Linked DNA regions of Mus musculus: all the other regions are linked to region 2. A link is a contact called in public promoter capture Hi-C data. All regions are on one chromosome and are shown on one strand. Each heading gives the region's core, a stretch centred on a gene start, on an enhancer-like site or on the middle of the called end of the contact. The rest is flanking DNA. Distances are from core to core; before and after follow the strand shown. Region 1 holds the start of Cmtm4 (CKLF-like MARVEL transmembrane domain containing 4). Region 2 holds the start of Cdh5 (cadherin 5). Region 3 holds the start of Dync1li2 (dynein, cytoplasmic 1 light intermediate chain 2). Region 4 holds the start of Nae1 (NEDD8 activating enzyme E1 subunit 1).

Region 1 (2,700 bases), core at 138-2,637, 290 kb before region 2:
AGTTTGTCTTCAAGGATTTATTGTTTTGTTTTTTTGAGACAGGGTTTCTCTGTGTAGCCCTGGCTGTCCTGGAACTCACTCTGTAGACCAGGCTGGCCTCGAACTCAGAAATCCGCCTGCCTCTGCCTCCCAACTGCTGGGATTAAAGGCGTGTGCCACCACTGCCCGGCTGTCTTCAAGTTTTTAAAAAAGCTATTAACATTTGTCCTTGGGGTGGCAGGACTCTGGTGTGTGCTTTTGGAGGCCAGAGGACAGCTTGTAAGGACTGGCTCTCTTCTTTCACCCATGGGTCACAGGAACTAAACAAAGGTGGTCAGATTTGGTGGCAAACACTCTTACCCACTGAGACTTCTCAACATCCCTGTCCTCAATTCTTAGCATATTGCTTAGCTTACAGTAAGTGTCCCCCCCCCCTCAAAATATTTAGTAAGTCAAATAATATAAATATTGAAGCTGGTATCCTTTCAGCTTTGGAAATAGACCTTGTGTTCTACTCATTGAATATTTGGTGCCCTTGGACAAGCCACTTCTACTCTGAAAGCTTTGTCTCCACTTGTGTAAAATAGTAATGATTATAACACTTCATTTGGTGCCTTCCTCAAGGACCGGAACAGATCTGTATTCAGGGTGCTGAAAGGTTCAGTGTCAAAGTGACAATTCTTAGAAAGTTAGTGTTTTACTTAAGCTTAAAATTAGTCTTCACACTTGAATGACAAATTGGTCTATAATTAATGCCTCCAGGGCAAAATTTGAGTGTCGCCTAGCTTGATGCTTAGAGGTAGCAAAACTTTTCTCAGCCAGGATAGGGAACTGATATTAGTTGCCAAGCACCTACTGTGTGCTCATATATTTCTCCTATGCCAGCATGCTGGATCCCAAATTGACACTGGGGTTGTGTGGATTCTGCGGGCTCCATTAACCCCGACCTCCCCCACCCCCTCACAGGCTGTACCTCTGACACAGAATAGGGTTGTCTCAGTGTGCCCAGCGTGGGAACACACACACTTAAACCTGCAGACGATCCCACTTTCTCTAAAGCAGGCTCTAAGGCTGCGGGCAGAGAAAACAGCTTTGTGACTCTTTGGTCAGTCTCCATTCTCTCCACCCTTTTTCCCTCTTTTGGTCTGGGCCTTTCCTTGCAAGGGCCGCCGGCGACCACCCCGGAGTCTGGGCCAGACGCCCAGCAGGTGAGGGCGTGGTGGGGGCGTGACTAAGGCTCCTCACCGGCCCCGCCCCAACCTGCAACGCCCCTCCTCTCCCCCACGACCCCCCGCCCCCAGCCCTCAGCGCCCCGCCCCTCCCCGCGCCGGCCGCAGTCTCCGCCCCCTCCGGGCCGGCGCGCGGCTCCCGCCTCCTTCCCTCGGCGCCCGCTCCCGCCTCCCTCCCTTTCCGCTGCCGAGGCGGCGGGAGCCGAGCCCCAGCGGACCGAGCCGCGGCCGCAGCGGGCGGCGGGCGCAGAGGCGGCGGCGGTGGGGTGGTCTGGCGACGGCGATGCGGCGGCCGCTCTGAGCCTGCCCGCTCCAGGCGCCGGGGGAACCGGCCGCGCGGGGCGGCAGCATGCGGGGCGGCGAGGAGCTGGACGGCTTCGAGGGCGAGGCCTCGAGCACCTCCATGATCTCGGGCGCCAGCAGCCCGTACCAACCCACCACCGAGCCGGTGAGCCAGCGCCGCGGGCTGGCCGGCCTGCGCTGCGACCCGGACTACCTGCGCGGCGCGCTCGGCCGCCTCAAGGTCGCCCAAGTGGTAGGTGCCGGGCGGGGCTCCAGGTACGAGCGGGCGGGTCGGCGGCCTAGCCCGCGCCTTCTTTACCCGCACCCGGCCGCGGGGGAAGGCCCGGCCGACCAGAGTCGGGTTCGGGCTGCGCGGTCCCCGCTCCGCGCACTCCGTACTCCGAGGTCCTTGGGCTGCAGTCCCTGCTCCTCTGGGGACCGCGCCCTCGGCCGGAGTCTGCCTTTTGCAGCTCCGAAGCCTCAGGGGTGCCTGGTGCCTGCACACCTGCTCCGGGGCCTACCTGTGCCCTCCCTGCTTCATCGACAAGAGGTTGGTGCGCAGAGCCGGTTGCGAGGGCCGTGCCATCGCCTGGCTACTACTGTGCTTAGCAACTTGTAGCAGGTTTTCCGGCTCGCGTAACCCCCAGACGGTTCTCTGCTAACAGAGGCCGGGGGCTGTGGCATGGTTTCCTCCCTGGCGCCTAGCAGGGTGCCCAGCAGATGGTGGATGCTCAATAAATATTTGTTGAATGGAGGCGTGTAGCCCAGATGCAGTGGGGGAGTCCAGATCTACCCACAAAGCCTCCAGTCTTTACTGCGGACGTTGGCTTCCTTCATAGCATCCTGTAGTCTCAGCACTGGTGGTGGCTTCTTGGGACTGCCCAAATTGGTACCCAGAGTTAAGTCACTCTGGGAGGGCGGCCAGTTTGGGAGGTGACAGATACGGGGAACTTTCTGTTGGACTTAGGCATTCGAGAGCACATTTCTTGGTGGGTCCCCCCCCCCCCGCGACCCCCCAGAGTGTTTGGTTCAGGGGCTTGTGGGTTCTGTTTCGGTTTTGTGGTTTTGTAGCAGGTCCCTTTGGGCAGTGTAGTTTATCTTTGTGGTGGACTGGGCACAGTCCAGTTTAAAAAAAAAACCTTTGTATTCCTCCTATTCTCTGTCACAGGTAGCCTTTCACCGAGGCCTCAAAACTTTATAGACTTGTCAC
Region 2 (2,700 bases), core at 34-2,533:
GGACTAAATCTAAGTTCCCATCGTCATTCTGACTCAATTTTCACACTAACTCTCCTCTGGATCTCTGTTGTTGTCTCTGAGTACAGAGTTACCCTATCTACCTCCTTGGGACTGGATAGTAAATCCAGGAGCCATTGTTTTGTCGGAATATTCTTTCTGCATGAACCATCTCCACCGCTCACCACAGATTGTGAATAGAATTGCATCCAAAAATGTCCTCTCCTAATGAAGGTTTGGAGACCTTAGGTTACCGTCCCAAGGCCACACCGAAGTGAGTAGGCTGGGATCAGTGCCGAGGGTCACTGTCTCTGAGCTGGGCTTTTGGCTCAGAGGTCCTTGTCTCTAGGGCCTTCCAGAGACTTTGCTGAGCTGTACGGCCACAAGAATTCTTGAGCTCTGGGCTCTGAGTATCTGGTGTTGGGGGAGAAACTACAGGCTACCTTCCTGCCTGCAACTGCCGAAACACAAAGCAGGCTCTGAGAGTCTAGGGGAGATGAGGGAAGAGGGCTCATAAATGGGACTCCAAGTGCCCAGAGCTGAACCTCAGAAGGCCCATCTTGAAAGTGGGAGATATTGACAGAGGGAACGAGTACCCCTTTCAGCTCCCCAAATCCCACCCTAGTCCCTCGAGGTGTTGTAGGTAGAGATAACGGGGCAGGGGAATATAAGTCAGACCTTGGGAAATCTATCTCTTTAGCTCTGGACCAGATTGTCCTTTGGGCAGAAGGCAGAGCTAATCCTGGTAGATAGGGAAGGGAATCACAGAGCCGTTATTTGTCCATCCCACACAAAGCAGATCCTACTCAAATCCAAGGTCCAGACTCCAGTCCTCTGCCCTTGTCCTTGCTGAGTGACAGTGGAAATCCTATCCTCTTTGAGCCTGGTAGTCATAGAAGCTCCAGGTCACTGGAGTTTCCCTGAGTACGACAGTCTACTTACAAGGCTGCTGAGTCTTTCTTGAACATTGGTTCTGAGATAACCGTTTGTGTCCTTGCACACTAAGAGATATGCATTTTTTTTAGCCCTACCCTGGCCCCAGCAGAGAGACTCAGGCTCCGGAGAGGCTGTGTTCCCTTGAGAGTCCTACAGTGGCCATCCCATACGGGCAAGCCAGGACTCTCCCAGTTTTATCTCCATGAGACAGGAGTAGAGAGGGATTTGGGAGTCTCACTTACCTTGTCCGTGAGCAGAAGGCTCTCTCCACTGCAGTCTGTCCAGGGCCGAGCTTTGTGGAGAGCACAGTTGATTGCCTCAGGAGGGGAGAGGGGAGCCACACCCAGGCTGGGAGGGAGGCAGGTTTTCCAACTGGCCCTGGCCCACTTCCCCTCGGGATGGTTTCCTGTTATTGTTCCTTTGTGAGCTGCCTGCAGATAGGCAAGCCCTACGGTGGGCGGCCTCAGCTTGGTCAGCCTGGGCCCGTGGAAGCCTTGGACCTGCCTGGGGTATTCAACTCATACCTCAATTCTAGGTCTCATCGGAGGAGCTGTGAGCCTAGGGGTAGCTGTGGGGGCTCTAAGCTTCTGCCAGAGCATTCAGCCATCCCTGGGAGGCAGGTGTCATATCCCCCACTTTACAGTTCAGAAAGCAGAGGCTTAGTGGGTCTAAGGTACTTGTTTCCTCGCTGGACAGAGTAACCCAGACAGAAACCCAGCTACCTCAGCTTCTCCACAGAGCCGGCTTTCCGTGGCGACTCTGTAGTATGGTGGAACGAAAGGGGGCTGTGGAGTTCTCAGAGTCGGGCAGCTGAGAAACGTGACAGACAATCACTTTCAGCAGCAGATTTTGCCTGTCAGATTCTTCCAGGTAGGGCAGTGTGAGTTTCAGTTCCAAGGTACCAGCCTGGCCCATCTCACTTTACAAATACTGGGTGATGGGCTTCACGTGACCATGGACCAACCAGGGATCCATGCCTCAGTCTCCTCATCTGTATAATGGAGATAGCCATAGGTCTGAGTCAGCAAAAAAGTAAGAAGAGCTAAGAAGACAGCAAAGCAGTAGGTAGACCAGGGTCCCTCAGGACCAAGAGGCTGGGGAGATGAGGTCAAGATTCTCTTCATTCAGCCAGGCGTGGTGGCGCACGCCTTTAATCCCAGCACTCGGGAGGCAGAGGCAGGTGGATTTCTGAGTTCGAGGCCAGCCTGGTCTACAGAGTGTGTTCCAGGATAGCCAGGGCTATACAGAGAAACCCTGTCTCGAAAAACCAAAAAAAAAGAAAAAAAAAAAAAAAGAAAAAGATTCTCTTCATTCATTATGTGATGGGTTAGTAAAAATTTCAGGGTTCTGGCTCAGAGTAAATGACAGACCCCCAGAGTGTACCTTTTGGCAAATTGCCTGGGTTTCTTCATGCATAAAAGTTTGGGAAGTCCCCAACTTGTCCTGCTTTTCAGTGAGGCAAAGAGGGACCATAAGAGAGCAGATCTTTCCGGGCATGGAGAAAATACTGTGGGGGTAGGGTGGGGTGTGGTGGGGGGAAGAAAGGGTTTTCTGTTTGGGGTAGGTAATGTTGGAGATGCCCATTAGACACCCAAGTAGAGACATGGGCTTGGTGAACGAAAGCAAAGTTGGTGTAGCCAATCACTCCCTCCAGGTCCTCTGAGAACTGAACTGGAACGGAGGCCCAGGGAAAGGAGTGTACATTAGGATGGAGTATTAGCGTCCTGAGACCATGTGAAGACAGATGAGGACATCAGAGTAAGGAGA
Region 3 (2,700 bases), core at 189-2,688, 340 kb before region 2:
TATTGACTCTCTGAAAAATAGGATTTAAAAAAGCAAAAAAAACAGAAACCTTGCAGGGCAGTGGGGGCACTCCTAGCCCTCCAAAGGCAGAGGCAGGTGGATCTCCGAGTTCAAGGCCAGCCTGGCCTACAGAGTAAGTTCGAAGACAGCAAGGGCTACACAGAGAAACCCTGTCTCAAACAACAACAACAACAATAAAATTGGTAAAGCAAAGCCAAAAGTATTGTTAACTGTGGTGGTAAAAATCATTCACAGTTTAATAAAGTCTACAAAGGAGGAGATGAAAAACAACATTCTGAGGATTTGTGATAAACTTTCAATGAGCATCCTGAAAATTAAGCCATATAATAGTTGAAGAAACATGGCTGGAGAGATGGCTCAGCGGTTAAGAGCATTAACTACTCTTCCAAAGGACCTGGGTTCAATTCCCAGTACCCACAGGGCAGCTCACAACCATCTGTAATCCCAGTTACAAGGGGTTCAGACACTCTCTTCTGCCCTCCACAGGCATTGCATACACATAGTGGACAGATATGCAAGCAGACAAAGCACCTATACACATTTAATAAAAGTAAAACTAAAAGAGTAATGACTGGAAGTGGCAGGATACCACCTCTAGAACTGGGTCTTGGGGCTGTTTTGAGACAGGGTATCTTAGGGTTAGTGCTGTGATGAAATACCATGACCAAAAGCAAGTTGGGAAGGAAAGAGTTTATTTCATCTTACCCTTCCAGATCATAATCCATCATTGGAGGAAGTCAGGACAGGGTCTCAAGCAGGGCTAAAACCTGGGGGCAGGAACCGATGCAGAGGCCATGGAGGGGTGCTGCTTACTGGCTTGCTCAGCCAGCCCAGGCATGGCACCACCCACAATGGCATTTCTTCAATTGAGCTTCCTTCTTCCCTGATGACTCTAATTGACACACAAAACTAGCCGGCACACAGGGTCTCACTATGTAGCCCTGGCTACCCTCGAACTTGCTATGTAGACCAGGATGGCTTCAAATGTATAGAGTTCCTCCCGCCTCTGCCTCCTGAATGCTGGGATTAAAGGCGTGTGACACCATGTGCAACCATTTTAAAATTAATTTTTTTGAAGTAGGCTCTCACATAGCTCATGCTCAACTTAAACTTACCAAGTAGTCTAAGACTTCTGATCCCTCCCCCTCCCCCCCTCCCCGCCCCCACCAGCTGCCCATTGCTGGTATGACAGGACATGCAAATATCTATGTCCAGTCATTTTTTTGTGGATCTTCGTTCATGTTTGGCCCATTTTCTTTTAAACTTCTGAGCTGTAGTTTCCTCACCTCACTTATTAAGAATTAAACAAGATTCAATGAGATCGCTTTATAAATATGGTTGTCTAGCTTGAGTTCATTCCAAAGCTTGGACTTGCCGCATCAGAGGCTGCCCTGCAGGGGTCGCCAGCGCGCTCTCGGTCTGGTGGCGTCCGCGGCTCCACCTCCCGCGTAAGGCTGTCCGGCTGGCTGCCTGACCCAGCAACGTCCCTAGCTGCGGCGATCCCACGTCCCGCAGACGCACGAGGACACCGCGGGCCCGTCGGGACGCGCTGGATAACGGAGCTTCTGCGGCGTTGCGGGCGGGCAGCGCGGCCCGGCCGGGGTCCTTGCGGGTCCTCGGCGGGCCCGGGGGAGGGCCCTCTTTGTGGCTGCAGTTGGCAAGATGGCGCCGGTGGGGGTGGAGAAGAAGCTGCTGCTGGGTCCCAACGGGCCCGCAGTGGCGGCCGCCGGCGACCTGACAAGTGAAGAGGAGGAAGGCCAGAGTCTATGGTGAGGAGCGTATAGAGCCGCAGATGGCGCGGCCGGACCGGGAGCGGGCCGGAGCGGGCAGGACCGTGGGCAGACATTGATGGGCAGTCGTGGGCCGAGCGGTCCTAGGCGGTCCCGCGCTGACCACTCTTGTCATTGTCGCCGCAGGTCTTCGATCTTGAGCGAAGTGTCCACCCGTGCCAGGTCCAAGCTGCCGTCCGGCAAAAACATTCTGGTGTTCGGTGAGCAGCGGGGTACTGCCCTGGGGCGCAGGGGTGGGTCAGGCGGCGCCCCTCCCACTGGTTCCCAGGCTTCTCCACCCTTAGCGCCTGCTTGTCGCTTGCCTGCCTGGGAGGGCACCCTGGACTCTGGCAGGGTAGCTGCTGAGTCTCCAAGCCCACACCTCTACTGACCCCCTAGAATGCAGCTCCGTTTGGAGTCCAGTGATGTGATGTGGGCTTGGGGCATTGGGGCACATTCCTTCAGTCTTTTGGCTGAGCCTTCTTCAGCCTTGACTCGGTTCATCGGTTAGCCTTGTGCTCACCAAGTTGAGGATGTGGAGGAAGGAAAAAGAGGATGTGCAGGCTGGATGGAGAAGATGAGGGAAGTAGGTGACCTGGACTGGGAAACTGAGGAGATGGACGAAGTCTTTTCTTCAGTCTTCATGGGCAGGCAGCAGAGCTTGGGAGTCAGCCCCAGGAACTTTCTTGCATAAATCCTGCCCTCACTGCTGGGTTGCCCAGTCAGTCATTTAACCTCTCTGGCTTCAGTTATCTCCTTCAAATGAAAGGGATTATATGCGTTCACCTGCAATGCTGTTTGTAGAGTAGGAAATGAGGGCTGAGCAGTGGGACAGTACAGACAGTCTTAGACACCCTGAAAGAATCCCAGTGGAGCCGAGGCAGATGTGTGCGTGGTTGCATCGCATCTC
Region 4 (2,700 bases), core at 11-2,510, 430 kb before region 2:
GTCCTCCACGAGTGCATGATGGCATTCTTGCACACACACCAATCAATAAACATTAAAAAGTTGTAAGAAGTGCATGCTCTGAGGTATCCTTGTCCACTTACTAACAACTGAATGCTTCTCAAAATCACACAGTCGCAGGCAGTACAGCACCCTCGGCCCCTGATGTTGTTGTTTCCAATTACATTTGTCCATCTTTCCTTTCCTGGGGCCAAGGTGTATGCAAGGCTATGTAGTGAACTTTCACTTTCACTTTTGACCTTCTCACATTCCCTGGGTGTATTTTATATCGCTCACGTTTCACCTGTCTAACTGGAGAGGGAATGTGACAACTGACAGACATGCACAAGCACATAATGAGCTGGGAACGCCTAACGCCCCTTTTCTCCCATCAGTTGGGTTCCATAGGGGTTGGGGGAGGGAGGTCACAGCAGGGTGTCCCCTCACCTTGTGTCCTAACACTGTGCCCAGGGGAAGTGCATTTGTTAGCACTGCAATATTACTGTCAAATGGAGCCGTCTCTTTGGTCCCTCACCCCACAAGGCTGGAAGGATTTTATGTGTGGATGTACACTCATCATGTGCTGGGATAATAATCTCAGGACGTGCAAGTGCATCTGGCAATCATGAATCTGGAGACTCCTCTAGGATTTGGGATAGAGGAAAGCAATTCTTACTTGTCAGCAAGCCTCTTCTTCCCTCTTGTCCTCAACTTGCTCATAAGCTCCTTCCTTAGCATCGGCCACCAAGGGACAGTCATCCTGTGTCACATGAATCGATGATAGCTTTAATTTCCTCCTTGTTCATGGGCTTCACAGGCAACTCTGGCTGCTTCTCAGACACCCTCCCGTCCCCCAAGTCCACTTCTCATTTGTCTCCTGATGCCGTTTCATCTCGTTCAAAACCCCCTTTCCCTTGCGTCACCACGGGGAACAATTCTTGGAGGGAAGCCGTGGGGTGGGGCCCCTCTGTCTACCCATCAGGGTAGCTTCTCTATATAGAATACTATATACAAGTATGCTGGTGTATTGTTCCTCTTGGAGGAGTCTCAGGAACGGTGAACTCACCCAGAAGAGGACTAAGGTTTATCAGTGATAAGGATTATCACTCGATTTAAAAGTCGGAGTTCTCCACAATTACTGCAGGTAGAGAGAGAGAAACATTCTGTGGAACTCAACCTCAGGTTTCCCCCGGCTTCCCAGTGACGCGTGCGCAGTGCAGCGTCGGCGCCCCCTACTGGCTGCGCGCTGGAGGAGGGCGCTTAGTGCGCCTGCGTGAGGCCGAGTGGGTGGCGGCCTCCTTAGGCGGCTTTGCTGTTCGCGGGCCAGGCGCGGCCATGGCGCAGCCAGGGAAGATACTCAAGGAGCAAAAGTACGACCGGCAGCTGAGGTGAGCCGGGGTTTACGAGTGAGCAAGCCGGCCAGGCTGGCGGGCTCTCCTGACACCCGCGGGGCCTAAGTGCCTAGGCCGGGTAGGCCGGCCTCCCACGGGCCTGCGGCTGCGGCCGGCCGTGCAGGGCGTGGGGAGCCGGCGCTCTGGGATCCGGCCACTGGCCCGAGTGTTCGGCGAAGGCCGGCTCGCCCCTTCCCGCACGGCTGGCTGTCCGCGGTTTGCGGTGCGCGGTGTCTCCGCCAACCCACTGGGCTGCACAGTCTCGGCAGGCCCTCCCTACTCGTTCGCTAAACGAGGGGGGTGGGAGCACCCCATCCTGCCCGACCGCCGAGCGCTGCGCCCCGGCAGGTATTGGTCTACGCCCGCGCTGGCCAATAGAAATGCGTCATGCTAGCTTTATCGGAGCAAACCGTGTTCGTAATTACACATTTTCCAGTAGGCACCTTTCAAATAAAGTTAAAAGAAGCTAGACATGGTAATCCCAAGGACTTGAGAAGCAGAGGCAGGTGGATCGGAAACTGAAAGCCAGCCTGGCCTCCATTGGAAGACCTTGGGAACCGGGAGAATAAAGAGACAGGAAAATAAGTTTTGCTACTAGTTCTCCCCACCCCTCTCGTTTATATAGAGACATGGTCTTAAGTAGGCCAGTCTTGAACTCAAGCGCCTACGTCCCAGGTCTCAAGTGCTGAGATTGAAGATGCTCACTGCCCAGCCAGACTCAAAAATAAGTTTTTGCTCCCCCACCCCACCCCTTTTTTTTTTTTTTTTTGTCTTTTACCTTTGAGTGGCCGCCTGGACTTGCAATGTAGAGCAGACTGCGCTCAGACTTGATGCAATCCTTCTGCCTCTTTTTCCCCAACAGCTGAGATTATAAGTGTGGACTATTACACCCGGTTTATGAAGTATTGAGGCTGGAACTCTGGACATCATGCCTGCTTGCCAAATTGAGCTACATTCCCCAATCCCAGAATCAAATTTGACAGTGTTTATCTAACCTAGTATTCCAAAACATTACAATTTCAACGTAATTATTGTTAAAATTACCAAGCTATTTTTGTTGTTGTTGTTCACAGAGTCTTATAAATCAGGTATCATACACATTTTAAAAATGTCTTAATTCATGCCAGCTGCATTTCTAGTACTCAGAAACCATTTGGACAGGGCACATCTAAACCATCCGGTGGATTCTTTAGCTATTTCTCCTTCCTTGTCTCTTCCCACCTTCTTCCTTTCTTATTGAGTATACTCTGTGTCAGCTAAGTGTATCAAAGTGTTGCCATCCCCTCGCCTCTCTTAATCTCAAGAGAACTTA

The links. Promoter capture Hi-C pulls out the DNA fragments that hold promoters and counts their contacts. Capture Hi-C pulls out chosen DNA fragments and counts their contacts.
Region 1: a contact with region 2 is called in a promoter capture Hi-C map of pre-B cells. The contact joins the promoter of Cmtm4 here to the promoter of Cdh5 in region 2. A contact is called at or near these places in 1 of 39 promoter capture datasets (pre-B cells), 1 of 484 Hi-C or Micro-C datasets (cortical neurons), 2 of 115 datasets of contacts at active chromatin or transcription factors (microglia and pancreatic cancer cells) and 1 of 9 other capture datasets (liver).
Region 3: a contact with region 2 is called in a promoter capture Hi-C map of pancreatic islet. The contact joins the promoter of Dync1li2 here to the promoter of Cdh5 in region 2. A contact is called at or near these places in 8 of 39 promoter capture datasets (the C10 cell line, the HPC-7 cell line, cranial neural crest and 4 more), 2 of 484 Hi-C or Micro-C datasets (B cells and cerebral cortex), 2 of 115 datasets of contacts at active chromatin or transcription factors (both in bone marrow-derived macrophages) and 3 of 9 other capture datasets (adipose tissue, liver and pancreatic islet).
Region 4: a contact with region 2 is called in a promoter capture Hi-C map of pre-B cells. The contact joins the promoter of Nae1 here to the promoter of Cdh5 in region 2. A contact is called at or near these places in 3 of 39 promoter capture datasets (cranial neural crest, pre-B cells and second pharyngeal arch cranial neural crest), 4 of 115 datasets of contacts at active chromatin or transcription factors (bone marrow-derived macrophages, embryonic stem cells, pancreatic cancer cells and 1 more) and 3 of 9 other capture datasets (adipose tissue, liver and macrophages).

The regions. Positions count from the first base shown.
Region 1 is chr8:104,394,494-104,397,193 of GRCm38.p6, reverse strand. Cmtm4 (CKLF-like MARVEL transmembrane domain containing 4) reads left to right here and starts at 1,387. Exons shown (of 4, transcript NM_153582.5): 1 at 1,387-1,743. The coding sequence starts at 1,558.
Region 2 is chr8:104,100,208-104,102,907 of GRCm38.p6, reverse strand. Cdh5 (cadherin 5) reads right to left here and starts at 1,283. Exons shown (of 12, transcript NM_009868.4): 1 at 1,176-1,283. The region is part of intron 1 of Gm29682 (predicted gene, 29682); the gene reads left to right.
Region 3 is chr8:104,441,785-104,444,484 of GRCm38.p6, reverse strand. It overlaps Dync1li2 (dynein, cytoplasmic 1 light intermediate chain 2), which reads left to right and starts at 1,438. Exons shown (of 13, transcript NM_001013380.2): 1 at 1,438-1,790; 2 at 1,938-2,011. The coding sequence starts at 1,684.
Region 4 is chr8:104,533,197-104,535,896 of GRCm38.p6, reverse strand. It overlaps Nae1 (NEDD8 activating enzyme E1 subunit 1), which reads left to right and starts at 1,260. Exons shown (of 20, transcript NM_144931.3): 1 at 1,260-1,385. The coding sequence starts at 1,333. It also overlaps a transcript of Car7 not described here.